3 separate regions of the Sus scrofa genome follow, and all the other regions are linked to region 1. The links are chromatin contacts, called in public Hi-C maps. All regions are on one chromosome and are shown on one strand. Each heading gives the region's core, a stretch centred on a gene start, on an enhancer-like site or on the middle of the called end of the contact. The rest is flanking DNA. Distances are from core to core; before and after follow the strand shown. Region 1 holds the start of BBS4 (Bardet-Biedl syndrome 4). Region 2 holds the start of GRAMD2A (GRAM domain-containing protein 2). Region 3 holds the start of PKM (poly [ADP-ribose] polymerase 6).

Region 1 (4,930 bases), core at 1,184-3,683:
GGCCTCAATCAGCGGGTTAAGGATCCAGCATTGCCGTGAGCCATAATGTAGTGGGTTAAGGATCCAGCGTTGCCGTGAGCCATAGTGTAGGTCACAGACATAGCTTGGATCTGGCGTTGCTGTGGCTCTAGCGTAGGCCAGCAGCTACAACTCTGATTGGACCCCTAGCCTGGGAACTTCCATATGCCACAGGTGCAGCCCTAAAAAAAACAAAAGATAAAAGACAAAAAATAAATAAAATAAAATGTATTCAGTTGAGTTTTGTTTTTTAATACCCCACTCCACAACTTTTACTTAAATACACACCATGGAAGTCCTTCCACATCAATATACATACTTCTAACATTCTTTTTAATGGTTGCATAATATTCCTCAGTATAGATATACCAGGAATCATCCATTTCTCTACTAATGGGCATTTGTTTCCAGCTTTTTGCCACTATTAACGGTACTATAAGGAGTACCATGGACCAGGTGCTTATGTTTTGCTTTTATTTCAATGGGATATAGTCTAGGAGTGGCACTACTAAGTCTTTTAGTTCTATTACAAGATGCCCTATCACTTCCAAAAAACTGAAGTTCACATTTCCATGCAGTATGAGATCCTGCTGTACAGCACTGGGAACTTTATCTAGTCACTTATGGGGTATGATGGAGGATAAAGTGAGAAAAAGAAAGTATATATATGTATGTGTGACTGGGTCACTTTGCTGTACAGCAGAAAATTGACAGAACACTGTACACCAGCTATAACAGAAAAAATAAAAATCATTTAAAGAAAAAAAAAGTTTCCATGCAGTGATAACCTGCAAGGTAAGATTACCATACACTTCCACTGTGAACAATAAGCTTGATAATACTGTAGATAGTTAACTTTTTTTTTTTTTTTTTTTTTTTTTTGCCATTTCTTGGGCCGCTCCTGCGGCATATGGACGTTCCCAGGCTAGGGGTCCAATCGGAGCTGTAGCCACTGGCCTATGCCAGAGCCACAGCAACGCGGGATCCAAGCCGCGTCTGCAACCTACACCACAGCTCACGGCAATGCCGGTTCGTTAACCCACTGAGCAAGGGCAGGGACCGAACCCGCAACCTCATGGTTCCTAGTCGGATTCGTTAACCACTGCGCCACGACGGGAACTCCTGAAAATAGTTAACTTTTGACTGAAGTCCTGAAGTTATATCAAAACAAGAAAGTCATTCTCTTTAATATGCTATCAGAGACTCAAAAATACAGGAAAATTCTGCCATCACATTCATATTCTGTTCATCAACACCAACCTGTACCAGCAATGAGAACTAGAGAATAAGGTATGTTTCCAGCAATGTCATATTACCGTTATACCTAACATTTATGTAGGTCAAGGATTTTATTATGTTTTCAATGTCTAAAATCTAGAAGAACTAATAATGCTTTTTTTTTTTTTAATTAACAAAAATCTTTGCTTTAGGTCTCCCAGTCTGTATTCTGAGTTTTCTGATTACACTACAATAATTTGATTTTGGAATACCCATTGTGGCTCGGATGGTTACAAAACCAACTAGCATCCATGACGATGTGGGTTAGATCCCTGGCCTCACTCAGTGGGTTAAGAATTCAGTTTGCCACAAGGTGCAGCATAGGTTGGGGACGTGGCTTAGATCTGGTGTTGCTGTGGATGAAGCTCCTCCTGGACACCTAGCCTGGGAACTTCCGTACTCCATAGGTTCAGCTCTAAAAAGGAAAAAAAAAAAAAAAAAAAAAAAAGTGGACAGTTTCACACTTGGAACGTTACAGAAGTTAGATCTAATTATGAATTTACGCCTCAAAAGTAACTATTACTGGGCCATCCTGAATTAACCTGAGCTATTTTGTATTAGCAGTACGTGGGGTTGAATCAACAACACCTAATTCAGACCAGCTGAATCCCAAAACAGTCTTTTCCTAAACTTGAGAAAACTGTCCCGCCCCACCGGCAGAAGGTAGTGACGCAGAAAGCTTCCAGGATTTGTTTCCTTCAATGTCTAATCCAGGGGATTAACAGAAACTGTTTTGCACAGTGTGTAGTGCTTCCTTTCCAAACCTCATGAGACAGAAAGTATGGGGCTAGGAAAAGAGCCGTTTCTGATGAAAATCTCCCCTTTCCAGCCAGAGCACCTCAAGAGGGGCTCTAGCCCTAGCACAGGCCCAGAACTGCAGAGAACTCAGCCTGTCCCCTGGCCGAGCAGTTCCCAGGAGACTAACCGCTCCCGCCTCAGCTCCACATTTCCCCAGCAGCAGCGGCGTGGGACACTGCCTGCCCACCAGCCTGCCTGGCCGTTCTGCTCCGGAGCCGCTCCGCCCAGCCCCGGCGGGCCTACCCCTGCCCAACCCTGCCTGGCGGCCGGAATACTAAACAGAAATTTAGCGCTCACCGTAGCGAGTCTCTCCTCAGCCATCTTAGCTCCGCCCCCACAATGCGAGGCCGGAAGTCGGCGGTTTCCCAGACAACCAGGCAAACGGAAATCATAGGACTGGGGGAGTAGGGAGGGAGCTGGAAGCAGGGTAAGAAGTAGATCGCCGAGCGGAAGGCTTTGCCTGGGAGGCCCAGGATTCCAGAAAAGAGGCAAGAGTTGGGCACTTTGCTGCAGTCCACTTGACTTTAAAGGAGCCGGTGAGGGTATACGCAGCCAGTGGTCTCCTTCATCCCGGCCAGCGCTTACCGCCCCACTCCATCGTGTGGACGCTGTTTGCGAGACCCCCCCCCCCCACAGCGCTGGGTGGAGTGGCCAGCCCCATCTGGCCCTGCCCTGCTTTAACGCCACCCAGCGTTTATTTCTAGCCTTCTTCCGGAAGCCCCGGCCCTCAACCCCAAACCCTAGGACCCAGAACTTCATTTTCGCCTTAGATAAAAATTCCTTGTTTCTTGGCTACGGTATGGTCTGCCCCGTCGGCCTCCCACTTTTGTTTACGCTAGGGTTTGCAAATTAGCAGCTGGTGGGCTGCATTTAAACGCAGCCTTGTTTTGACTGCAAATATTTAAGAATTAGAAGATTTCATAAGAAACCCAAAAATCTAGCCTCGATGAATAAAGATGCCACAACGTGCCTGGGTTCCTGCATGGCGGTAAAATCTGAAAACTGCTGCTACTGTATATAGGCATTTGTTCACCTTTTTTGCTACAGTCTTCACTTTGCAACACATTTCAGCCTTCGTACCTTTCTGGGACCTGGTGTGGTGAATTAAATGCTTAGTCTTTGCACTGAGTGATTGTGGAAATACTTGGGCTTTGGAGTCAATACTTAGTAGTCTGGATTTGACTACTGCATGACTTGAGCCAGGCGTTTCTTTGAGCTTCATTCATTTCAGTACCAGAAGCCCTGTGACAAAATACATTGGAACTCTACACCAGGAGCACTGACTTTAGAGTATAGCGAGGAAATCACACATTGAATAATAACATAAGCAAAGTTTATGAAGAAATAGTTCACTAAAGAACAAATACAAATAGCTCTTAAACATATGAAAATATAACTTTGTAAGGAAGAAAAAACATGCAAATTAAAGTTTCCAAAAGATACTTTCCACCTCTTACATTGGCAGAGAACAAAAATTTTCACCAAGTTGTGAGTAAACATGCATATATTCTTCATCTGTAGCTAGTGGAGATGTAAATTGACAGCAGTTTGGAATAACTACCCAAATTAAAAATGCACATAACATAACCTTTAATTTCATTATACTAATTCTAGGAATATATTCTATGGGTATAAATGTGGGAGAGGACTTTAAATACAGAGTTATTTGATGCAGCATTGTTATAACAACCAAAGTCTGAAAACAACCTTAATGCCCACTAATTGAGGTTAAAGAAAGTGTGATGAGCCCATACTGCATGATACATGAAAAAGGAACTATTTACATTTTTATGTAGAATTGTGCACACGGTCTCTCTCTCTCTCTCTCTCTCTCTCTCTATATATATATATATATATATATGCCCCACCTGTAGCTTATGGAAATTCCTGGGCCAGGGGATGAATCCAAGCCACAGCTATGACCTACACCGCAGCTGCAGCAATGCCAGATCTGTTAACTCTCTAAGCCAGGCCAGGGATCAAACCTACACCTCCACAGTGACCCAAACTGCTGCAGTCAGTTTCTTAACCCACTGCACCACAGCAGGAACTCCACCAAGATATATTATTAACACATAAAAACAAAGTGCAGAAAAATGTACATGGGATCTGTGCAAATAAAAGAGAAGGCAGGGAGTTCCCTGGTGGTCTAGTGGTTAGGACTTAGTGCCTTCACCTCTGCCATCGGAGTTCAAGACCTGGTCAAGGAACTGAGATCCCACAAGCCTCTGCATGCTGCAGCCAATTTTTTTTTTTTTAATTTTTAAAAAGAGAAGGCAGAAATAAAGATGAATAATATGTACATAATTGCTTATATACTCAAAATATCTCTGAAAGGATATTCAAAATACTAAAAGTAGTTACTTGTAAGGAGAACTGGGTAGCAGAGGGAAGGGAAGAGAAGAGACTTTATACCCTGTTTACAATTTGAATTTTTCATGAAATGGATGTATTACTTATTCTGATAAGAGAAAAATTAATTAAAAGAACAACATAACCATAGAATTGTGGTAAATGCTGAAGGAGCAATACAGAGTAGTAAAAGTGAGTAACAGAAAGATCCAATCTAGACTTGACTGGACAAGGACGTTTCCCTGGGTAAGATATGTTTAAAATAAGACCTGAAGTTCCCGATATGGAGCAATGGGATCGGTGACATCTCTGCAGTAACAAGACGAAGGTTCAATCCCCACAGCTTCATGGGATCTAATCCTTGCACTGGGAACTCCATATCCCTCAAGGTGGCCAAAAAAGAAATAAAGTGAGGCCTAAAAGATAAGGCATTAGCTTGGGAAAGGGGAAGGGGTAAGTGGGCAGGCAGGGAAAGAATTCTAAG
Region 2 (4,930 bases), core at 1,750-4,249, 340 kb after region 1:
ATAACTACAGATAGATAGAGTGATGACAAATGGTTATTCAACATTAAAAGCTGTTCTCAAAAAGTAGGAGATAATCAGCTACCACTTTTGCTTATTCTAGTTACTACATGCTCTTTAAAAAGTTCAGTTTGGAAAGTTAGTGCTGCTTGCTTACATGCTTTGGTTGGTGCACTCATCCCATCTGTCTTTGAGTCCCAAAGACAAGTAATTGGGTGCTGCCCAGGAAAGGTCACCGTGCTGTCTTGCTGGCACTGTGGGACTGGGCAGCCACGCCGAGGCCTCTGCTTGACCTCAGACTCGGGGTCCCTTCCAAATTCGGGACATTGACTTATCAACTTTGCTCTGGGGCCTGGCGATATGCTCCTCCCAGGGCAGCTAGGGTTTCCTGGAAGAGGAGGGTGGAGAGGAAGGAACACCGAGGAGCAGCAGATGGGGCTGCTGTGGGACCATGACACAAGATGCAGATTTCCTCAGCAGAGGGCTCAGAATAAACAGTTCCAACCATTAGGGTTGACCTTTGTGAAAAGGTCCAACCTTTGCTACTTGGCTATTTTTAACTCCAGTCTTCTGGGATTTCACTCAGTGGGTCCTGACTTCAGCACTTGCTTCCCTCCGAAAGCCTTGTATGGAGGCCAGCCCTTAAGCAGGGCATTCTCTGCTGTGACATGGCTTAAGTTTCCCTGACACCTGTTGAGTGCCCTCATAGCTTGCCTTCTGGGGCCCAGTTCCCCCTGCAAGCCCTTCCAACCCCTAAGACACATCTGCAGCTACAAGTGCATAGTGTCAGTGTTGAAAGAAGTGCCGGCATTAGGGTTTTAAGGGGGGGGGCCCTCACCCCTCCAGAGGAGCCTCCACAGGCAAAGCCTTCCCTGCTAAGCACTCCAATCTCCTGGTCTTGACTCCTGGGTAGCACCTATATTTCTAAACCTCGCTTGGGTTTTACTTGAGCTCTACAGCCCAGTTGCTGGGACTGTTTCAGGGGTCATGTGAGGTCGGGAGAGGGCACAGCAGAAGGGAAGGCTTGCGTTATAAAGTCTCAGGGGGACTGGTGGGCTCTGCTCCTGTTTTATGTAGATGTCAAGAGTCAGGTGCTATTCACATGCTGCTTGGCTTGTATGTAGTGTTGCTGGCAGCAAAAGAAATGGGTGTGGTGAGGTTGGGCAGGGCTGCCTCCCTGTGCCAGAATGGAAAAATTCAGGGAAGGGGGGTTCTGCCAACTATGGGCCCTGTGGGTAAGTGGGTGAGCCTGACCAGGCTGGGTCAGCATGATCCCCAGGCCCAGGCCTGTGGGGAGGGGTGCAGCATAGATGGAGAGCACAGCTGTGAAGAAGAGCTATATGCTGTGGAAGATAAAGGATGAGGGGCTGCCCAGCCTTGGGAGCAGATACTGAACTGGTCAGAGCCTTAGGCTGGCATGGTGAGTTGGATTAGAGGGTGAGCTCTTGCTAAAGGCCCTGAGGGGCTTCCTGGGACACTGTTTAATGGTCTTGCCTGTCCCTCATCTCAGGTCTGCACATCAGGTGGCTAGGTACCGCCCCCGAGCCCCCATCATTGCTGTGACCCGGAATCACCAGACAGCTCGCCAGGCCCACCTGTACCGCGGCATCTTCCCCGTGGTGTGTAAGGACCCAGTGCAGGAGGCCTGGGCCGAGGACGTGGACCTCCGGGTGAACTTGGCCATGAATGTTGGTGCGTGGCTGGGAAGCAAGGGCTAGAGGTGGGGGTTGGGGAAGGTGTCCCTCTCTAATGCTGAATGTTCTCTCTGAATCCTCCATCCCATTCCCTGAAGCCTCTGGGCTGAGACCAGGAGGGTCTGATCCACCCATTTTCTCTCCTCACTCTCTTCTAGTCTGGGGTCCAAAGCAAGGGATCCTGGAGAGCTAGGGTTGTTCATTCTTTAGCATCTGCTCATTATTGAGATTTTTCATAAATTTAGCCAGAGCTCCTGCATTGTGGGGCAGCCCACATATGGCTTCTGTCCAGTATAAGAGCAGAGTGTTGTGGGATCAGAGGAAGCAGCTATAGCTGTGACCTTGAGCTGGGCTCTCCACCCTCTAGAGTAGAAAATGAATGTTGTCCAAAGGTCCCTGCCAGCTCTGCTCTGAATGATAAGGAAATATCAGGGCTGTGGGGCTGGCGCCACCTTGTGGGTATAAGGAAGTAAAGGCCTGCCTGTCCTTCTTGCTATTTTTGATTGTGGGGCCGTCTTGCAGGTGCATACCTTCCTGGCATGATTTTTACTCACCCGCCTCTCTCCTCTTTTTCCCCAGGCAAAGCCCGAGGCTTCTTCAAGAAGGGAGATGTGGTCATTGTGCTGACCGGGTGGCGCCCTGGTTCCGGCTTCACCAACACCATGCGCGTAGTGCCTGTGCCGTGATGCACCCTGCAGCCCCTACTCCAGCCCCATCCCATCCCCCTCCCTCAATCCATCCATTAGGCCAGAAATGCTTGTAGTGCTCACTTGGGGCCGTGTGTGGCACTGGTGGGCTGGGACCCAGGGACACCTCTGTGAAACATGGCTGTTTTTAAGACCCTGCTTGGGTGGGGTAGTTCAGAGCTGGACCTCCCATCAAGTATCCCCATCCAAGCAAGGGATGAAGGAAGGGTGCAGGCAGGACTGGAGTCCCCAGAGGGCAACAGCTCCTGCTTCTCTTCCTTTGTGTACTCCTGTAGTTCTGTAGAAAATGGATACCCAGAGAACTCCCAGCCCTGGCCTGGAATCAGCAAAGAGCAGGGGCCTTAGGGCATGGGGCATGAAGCAGTGGTTCCAGTTTAAGCAGACTCTGGCCCTGGCCCTTACTTACTTCTCCAACCCCCTTAGCCTCCCTCACTCCCCCTTTGTTGTGCACTGTGCACTTCTGTTCCTTCACTCCATTTAGCTGCCGCTGCAGACAAACACTCCACCCTCCACCTCCCATTTCCCCGACTACTGCAGCCGCCTCCAGGCCTGTTGCTATAGAGTCTACCTGTATGTCAATAAACAACAGCTGAAGCACCTGTTTCCTCTCTTTTCTGATGATTAAGGGGGTGGTTGAACCCTGCCCTCTGAGTGGGGTGAAAATGGCAACAGCCTTGTGGCTGTGTACTCCTGTGTTAACAACTTAAGCCACCTGCCATCCTGTCTCCCACCGTGCTGAGGTGCTGGGAAAGCCGTTGCTGACTGTCTTGAGGATACACGTTACCCTTTGCATCACCCGGGGATCTAAAAGCTCAGAGAAGGCAGCAAAAAGGTCCTCTTCCTCCTGCTCCTGAGTAAACTGGCGAGTGAGATGGCCCTTGCCCTGCCCCTCCCCCTAGGTTCTCCTGGAGTAGAGGCCTCTAATGGAAGGATGAGGCCAGATTCCAGAAAATTTATGGAAACCTGGGCTGCTTTTGTGTTCCTTCTGTTTTCTAATGCCCACCTTCCATAATAAAGCAGGGCCAAGGGGAGGGGAGAGGGCTGGGCATGAAACTGCATCTGGCTTGCACCTTTTCTCCAGACCAGTCCCAAGGACCAACCCTTTCCTGGTGGGGATTTGAGGGAAAGGGCCCAAAGGTCAGTTTGCCACATCCCCACCAATCTGATCTCTTCACCTGTGCTGCCCCACTCTTGATTTCTGGCCATCTGCGGTCCCTCCCTAGAGACCTCCGAAAGCGTTCTGTTTGGGGAGATTGCCAAGCCCCCAACTCTGGGAAAAGTACATGAATCATTTCATCTCCGGAGCTATCCGACATCCGACTCTTGTTCAAAATTCCCTCTGGTGTTCCCTACTCATATCCTCTTCTATTGTGAAGAGAAATTGAAACTGCCCTGGAACTTAGGTTTGGGAGGTTTTGGAGGCGGGCGGGAATTGGTTGCTGCAGAGGCCTCGGGCTCCAAGGCTAATGCGCTAAAGAGGAAGAACGTGGAGCAGGCACCTAAGGCCCTCGCTGTGAAGAGTAGACCCAGACGGACAATCGGGTGGACCGAGCCGTAGGATCCGAGCAGAACTTGGGACCCCACTTAGATCTGGAGAGAGGGAGGAACTGCCAATGGGCTGGACCCGCCCCGCACGGGCAGCCAATGGGCGTTCGGGGGCGTGTCCTCCGAGGAGATCGTGGGTGAGTGTTCAATCCAGCCGCGATGTTTCCACCGACCTGGAGGCTCCGAGATGACTGCCGTGAGCCGAGGCGAGGCTGCGGAGTCCTGCAGGTAAGGGTCTGTGACTCGCGGACCGCGCGGGGTCCCAGAGGCCGCCTCGAAGGGACGCTGTCCGACTGGACCGGCGGCCGCCGCACTTCCGAGCTTTCTGCCCGCGGGGCAGACACTTCCCAGCCGCCGGAATGCGGGCTCAGCTCCAAAACTGCGCTGCGCGGGCCCGAGCGCTTCCTGGGCTGCTAGGTCTTCGCGTGGAGGCGGGATGTCCGTCTGTCGGCGCTTCGTGCTGCACCCCCTGACCCTGGGGATGAGGCACGTCTGGGCGGCATCAGGGAGGCGGAGGTCACCCTCCTCGGGGTACCTCCCAGGGTCCACCACCACCCTTCTCCGCCGTCGTTGGTCGGTCATTCATTCATTCCCCAGCCATATCGACCCCAAGTCCTGACTGCCCCCCACCCAAGGGCCGGGGCATTCCTTTTGGCCCCTGGAAGGGTCAGCCTCTCTCCTCGCCTAACCGGGTGTGCAATTGTAGCGGCGCTGAGCTGCCCAGGAGGCAACGTGGAGCTGCCCCAGCACGACGGCCGCACCTGCGCGTCAGGACGGCCCCGGTCGGGCGGGCTGGGGCCAGTCTCTCAGCCTCAAGATCTCTTCCACCCTCGCCCTCGGAGGAAGCAAAATTCTTGGAGCTAGGGAAGGGGCAGGGAGGCAGGGAAGGCGGGAGGTGGCGTTTCAGGTGACACCATGAATTGGGGTCTCTGTCCCCTGAGGTCATGGGGCCCTGGAGGTAGAGGTTTTTGGGAAAAAGAGCCAGTG
Region 3 (4,930 bases), core at 738-3,237, 280 kb after region 1:
CAAAACACCTGATTCTGGTAAGGACGAAGGGAGGTCTGGCCATGTCTGAGGTCAATAACCACAATAACCAGTCAACAGCTTCCATTTATATGTGTTAGGCTGAACCATATAAATTTTTTGTTTTGTAAAATATGAAGAGTCAAATGCACATTCATACAATTCGACATACCTTCTCATTTCATCCTCACCACAAGAGCCCTATTAAACAGGTATTATTGTCCCCACTTCCCAGATGAGAAAATTAAGACTTGACGGAAACTCTAGAAAGTGAAAGTCTTGGTTCAAGGCTGAAAGAGTAAGTCCTGAAAGAAAGTTGTGAATCCAGATTTTCTGAATATAAGGCCAGAGTGCTTTCCAGCACACCACAGCTACCAGGGGCGCAAATGAATTAAACTTAAGAATTAAAAGACCCTGAGGTATTACAAACTAGAGATTCTTGGAGTCAAGAGGGTCTCAAGAGTACCTTCTCAATCTCTATCGCCGCCTGGGCTCCAAAGAGGCTTCCGGAGTGCTTTCCCTGCTCCTTCCTCCCAACCGCATGGGGCGCCCAACCATCTGGTTCAGCGGGCTCTCCCCGCCCTCTCAGGGCCCCTCTTGTTTCTCTACACATCCGCCGCCGACTCACAGCGCAGGCGCCCCCCCTGCTCCGTGCCTCCTCCCAAACGGCAACCACTGCGCAGGCACCTCAAGCCTGGCGTCGGGGGCGGGGGCGTGCCCAGGGGCAGGCCGCGTGGCAGTTGGTCCGAAGCGGACCACGTGGCCACGGTGCCCGCCGCGCGAGCGTGCGCAGAGTGGCTCAGCGCGGCCGTGACGGAACGACGAGGCGTGCGGGTGCGCGACCTCTCCCGCCCGGCCCCGGCCCCCGCCCCTTGGCCTGCCGCTCCGCCCCCGCGGGGCGTCCCGGGCCGCTCGTCCCCTCAGCGGCGGCCGCGCGCGGCCCGGGGTCGCCGTGAGTACTCGCGAGGCCAGCTTGTGGGGCGGCCGCCACGGGGACGGGGCGGGGCGGCCGAGCCGCGGGAAGGGTGCGGGGCCAGGGTGGAGGAAGTGAAGGGTTTGGACCCGGTGGCTCTGAGAGGCCTTCTGAGTTTAACAGGCTTCGCTTATGGCCGGGCGGCTGGCGACACAGATCGGGCTCAGAGCTTCTTCCCCGGGAGGCAGGTGTTGGGTGTCTTCGGGGTCTCCGGGGGAAACCGGAGAAGAGCTCTAAGTGCTTCCCCAAGGGAGGCCTCAGTGAGGGCCTGTTCTGGAAGCACGAGTGGCGGCCAATGTTGGGGGCTCACCCCGGCCTCTTCTTCCGCCGGGTACACGAGATAGCGCTGGGAAGCGGGCATCGCCGGGCGGTGGGTTCTCCCCCGCACTCTTTGTTCCATGGCCTAGGCTTTTTGAAAGGAGCACTTCGCTGCAGAGCGGAGTCACCTTCTTTCCCAGGACCGCCAAGCCGGGATCAAACGTTGAGATCGGAGGCTTCTTTGACTAGATGCAAAGTTGTCACGCGGAGAAGCGCTTTTGGACCTAGGCCAGGACATTTGTGATCCGGACTTGATGCTTATTTACTTTTGGCCTATTCTTATGCAAATTTTTTGTTAGCTGCTCTCTAGCGCTGACACCCTTCTCTGGGCATTCTTCATACAGTCAGTATTTGACTTGGCTTTTCTTGAAAGGGTTCCCTTGATTACCTCGTTTAGATAAATCAAATAGGTCTTTCTTACTAGTTCATTAACAGCTCCCTTAATTGGGTTGTAATCTCATCACTGGAAGAGTGGATGTCATTAGAATCTGACAAATGTGCTATAGTCCCCAGTTCCACTGTACGCTATTATACTTCTGACCCTAAGCAAGTTGCTTGACGTCCCTGCACCTGCATACTCTATCTGTAGTGTGAAAAGTTTAAAATAGGTTATATACAGCCTAGTTTGAAAAAGATGGTAGTCTCTAAATTGTTTCTTCACTGGACAGGAAAAATTCTCTCTGAACTACTTTTTTCTCCTTGTGGTAACAGCAGAAACCAAGCAGCAACAGCCCTTGGAGAGAGACTAAGCTTTCTTGACCTCTACAGTGGCACAGTGGCAAAGAGCTTGAGAAAGTTGGCACTTCTGGGCTACACCATTGTCATCCAGGACATTAATGCCTCCCTCTTTGTTCCTCTGAGACCGTCCAGATCAGCACCTGTTTATTTTCAAATCTCACAAACCCCACCCCAGATCTTCATAGTTTGGTTCTCAGCTGCTCTTGAAGGTGAATGGAGTCTTGCTTTTTAAAATCATTTTTGTATGGTTTTGTCTATGTGTAGATGTGTTTAGGTTCTTGTATTTATCTCCCCTTTGGCTTAGGTCACAGTTCATTCATTCATTCACTCATTCAATTAGCTATGTTATGAGGGACTGACAGTACAGACAGTGAAAATGCTCAAAGCCTCTGCCACCGTAGAGCTTACATTCTGATGGGAGGTAAATACAATAAACAAACATTTTGTCATAGAGTGGTAAGTGCTGTAGGAAAAAATAAAGCAAGGAAAGGGTTTGGAGAGTGCTAGTGTGTTGTGTATTGTGATTTTACTGTTTTATGTAGGATAGTCAAGGTGATCTTCAAGCAGAGATCTGAAAGAGTAAAGGAGCAAGCCCAGTGAATATGGGTGAAAAGCATTCCAAGAAGAGTGGCAAGCAGGCACAAAGACCCTGTGGTGGGAATATGCTTGATATGTTGGAAGAACAGCAAGTTAGAGAGTTTCAGTGATACTCTTCATTTCACATTTAGAGTTGATAGGAGACTCCTTAAAAAGTATGAAAGTAGCCTCTGGGTTTGTTTGTTTTTCTTTTTAGAATGAAAATTTCCAACTATATACAAAAGTAGAGAGTTTACAAACCCTTGTGTACTTATCACTCAGCTTCGTTTGTAATCAACATTTTATGATTTTCATCTGAACATTTCATCTGTTCCCCATTTTATTTGTGCTGGAATAGTATTTTAAAGCAAATCTTGGCGTTCCCATCGTGGTGCAGTGGAAACGAATCCGACTAGGAACCATGAGGTTGTGGGTTCTATCCCTGCCCTTGCTCAGTGGGTTAAGGATCTGGTGTTGCCGTGAGCTGTGGTGTAGTTCGAAGACATGGCTCGGATCTGGCGTGGCTGTGGCTGTGGTGTAGGCCAGTGGTTACAGCTCCAATTGGACCCCTAGCCTGGGAACCTCAATATGCTGCAGGTGTGGCCTTAAAAAGACAATAAAAAAGGAAATATTTAAATTAAGATTTGAATATTTAAAGATATCAAGCATTTCATCTCTAAGAACTTCAGCTGCAGTTTCCTTGTGCATTTTGTTTGTAATGGGTCAGGCAGCACTGTTGGCTGAAGGACTGCTATGTTGTTTGCCCTGGCATTGTGCTTTAGGTCCCCATTCTGGGTCAGTTACCAGGTTTAAATTGGTATCCGAGGAACAGACCACAAGCCCTTGGAACACACAAGGATTTAGAACAGTGGTCTCAGATTTTATCATTCATCAGAATAACTTGGAGGGCTTGTTAAAACATCCCATCTCTGAAGTTTCTAGTTCAGTAGGTTTCAGTATGAGGTCTGAGAATTTACTCTTTTTTTTTTTTTTTTTTGCCTTTTAGGAACACACCTGGAGCCCATGGAAGCTCCCTGGCTAGGGGTCGAATTGGAGCTCCAGCTTCTGGCCTATGCCACTGCCACAGCAACATGGGATCCCAGCCATGTCTGCAACCTACACTGCGGCTCATGGCAACACCAGATCCTTAATTTACTGAGCGTGGCCAGGAATTGAACCCACATCCTCATGGATACTAGTTGGGTTTGTTTCTGCTGAGCCACAAAAGGAACTCCATGAATTTACATTTTTAACAAGTTCCCAGGTGATATTGATTCTGCAGATCCACAGAACCAAGGATCTAGTAACCTAAGATTCAATAGAACCATGTTACAGACCAAGAACATCTCTCTTTAAGGTTGGGATGGATGAAACTGAGATAAATGTAGAGCCAAGAAGGCCAAGGACAGTGGTTTTTAGTTTTGTGAAAGGGCTAGGAGTTAGTGTTTTTCTGAGCATTTCTTTGGATCATTATTACATTAATTGGGGAGTGGGTTCCAAGATGAGTCCATGGCTTTATTTTGACTATGACAACTCAGACTATGAGTACCAGAGAATGGTCAGTGTTGTTGAGGACTTTTTAACTTGGCTCTGATTGTTATATGATGTCTTTGAGGGATGCTAGTGTTAAATAAGAGATTATGACTAAATCACCAGGGGTAAAGACTCCAAAAGAGTCTGCTTCTGATGGGCGTTGGTACTATGAAGAATATTCTAAAATGAACTGACTAGACTGAGTAGCATAAGCGTCTGGTTCTGCCACCATCACTTGTGGCGTCAGAGGTTTGATGCAGCATTGTGAACTAGAGCAAGGACGTGATTCAATCCCAGCCTTCCAGCTTAATTGGAACAGTAGTATCTTATGTTTGTATAGTGCTTTCATATTTCATTATCTTTAAAGAACTGTGCGTACATGCATTCAAGTATGTCTTCTTATGTGCAGGTGCCTACATGTGTATAATAAAAATATATGCTAACGTGTACCTGTGTATATGCCCCCTAGCTGTTAAGTGAGGATGAAATCAGTTGTTTTCTACTTTCCATAGGACAGCGAGTGACTTATTACCACCACCACAACAGAGCCTGCCTTCTCCAGCAGATCTCCAGTCAGCTCCCGACATCATCCCCACCCCCTTCTCCCTTGTGGCCTCCTAAATGCCCATCTCGTTAGCCTGGGTTCATCCGGTGGTATGGAGGGGTGCTGCCTAGCACTGACCTGGAAGTGTGTGTGACCCTCTGACCCAATGGTGAGAACTGATTGCCCACTTCTTCAACTGATCACTGGGGGCAGATGGAACAGACTGCAGACCACCTTTTCCTAGTATTTTC

The links. Hi-C and Micro-C count contacts between places; a contact is called where the count stands out from the background.
Region 2: a Hi-C map of retroperitoneal adipose tissue shows a contact between it and region 1, with 1.9 times the contacts expected there. The contact joins the promoter of GRAMD2A here to the promoter of BBS4 in region 1. A contact is called at or near these places in 2 of 47 Hi-C or Micro-C datasets (heart right ventricle and retroperitoneal adipose tissue).
Region 3: a Hi-C map of liver shows a contact between it and region 1, with 6 times the contacts expected there. The contact joins the promoter of PKM here to the promoter of BBS4 in region 1. A contact is called at or near these places in 2 of 47 Hi-C or Micro-C datasets (heart right ventricle and liver) and 1 of 2 datasets of contacts at active chromatin or transcription factors (alveolar macrophages).

What each region holds. Positions count from the first base shown.
Region 1 is chr7:60,690,895-60,695,824 of Sscrofa11.1, forward strand. BBS4 (Bardet-Biedl syndrome 4) reads right to left here and starts at 2,434. Exons shown (of 16, transcript NM_001244787.1): 1 at 2,392-2,434. The coding sequence starts at 2,415.
Region 2 is chr7:61,029,784-61,034,713 of Sscrofa11.1, forward strand. GRAMD2A (GRAM domain-containing protein 2) reads left to right here and starts at 3,000. Exons shown (of 12, transcript XM_013978113.2): 1 at 3,000-4,171. The coding sequence starts at 4,131. It overlaps PKM (poly [ADP-ribose] polymerase 6), which reads left to right. Exons shown (of 32, transcript XM_021099107.1): 31 at 1,508-1,689; 32 at 2,271-2,995. The coding sequence ends at 2,377.
Region 3 is chr7:60,971,020-60,975,949 of Sscrofa11.1, forward strand. It overlaps PKM (poly [ADP-ribose] polymerase 6), which reads left to right and starts at 1,988. Exons shown (of 32, transcript XM_021099107.1): 1 at 1,988-2,235; 2 at 4,648-4,848. The coding sequence starts at 4,846. It overlaps LOC102166620 (a long non-coding RNA gene), which reads right to left and starts at 702. Exons shown (of 5, transcript XR_001297909.2): 1 at 464-702.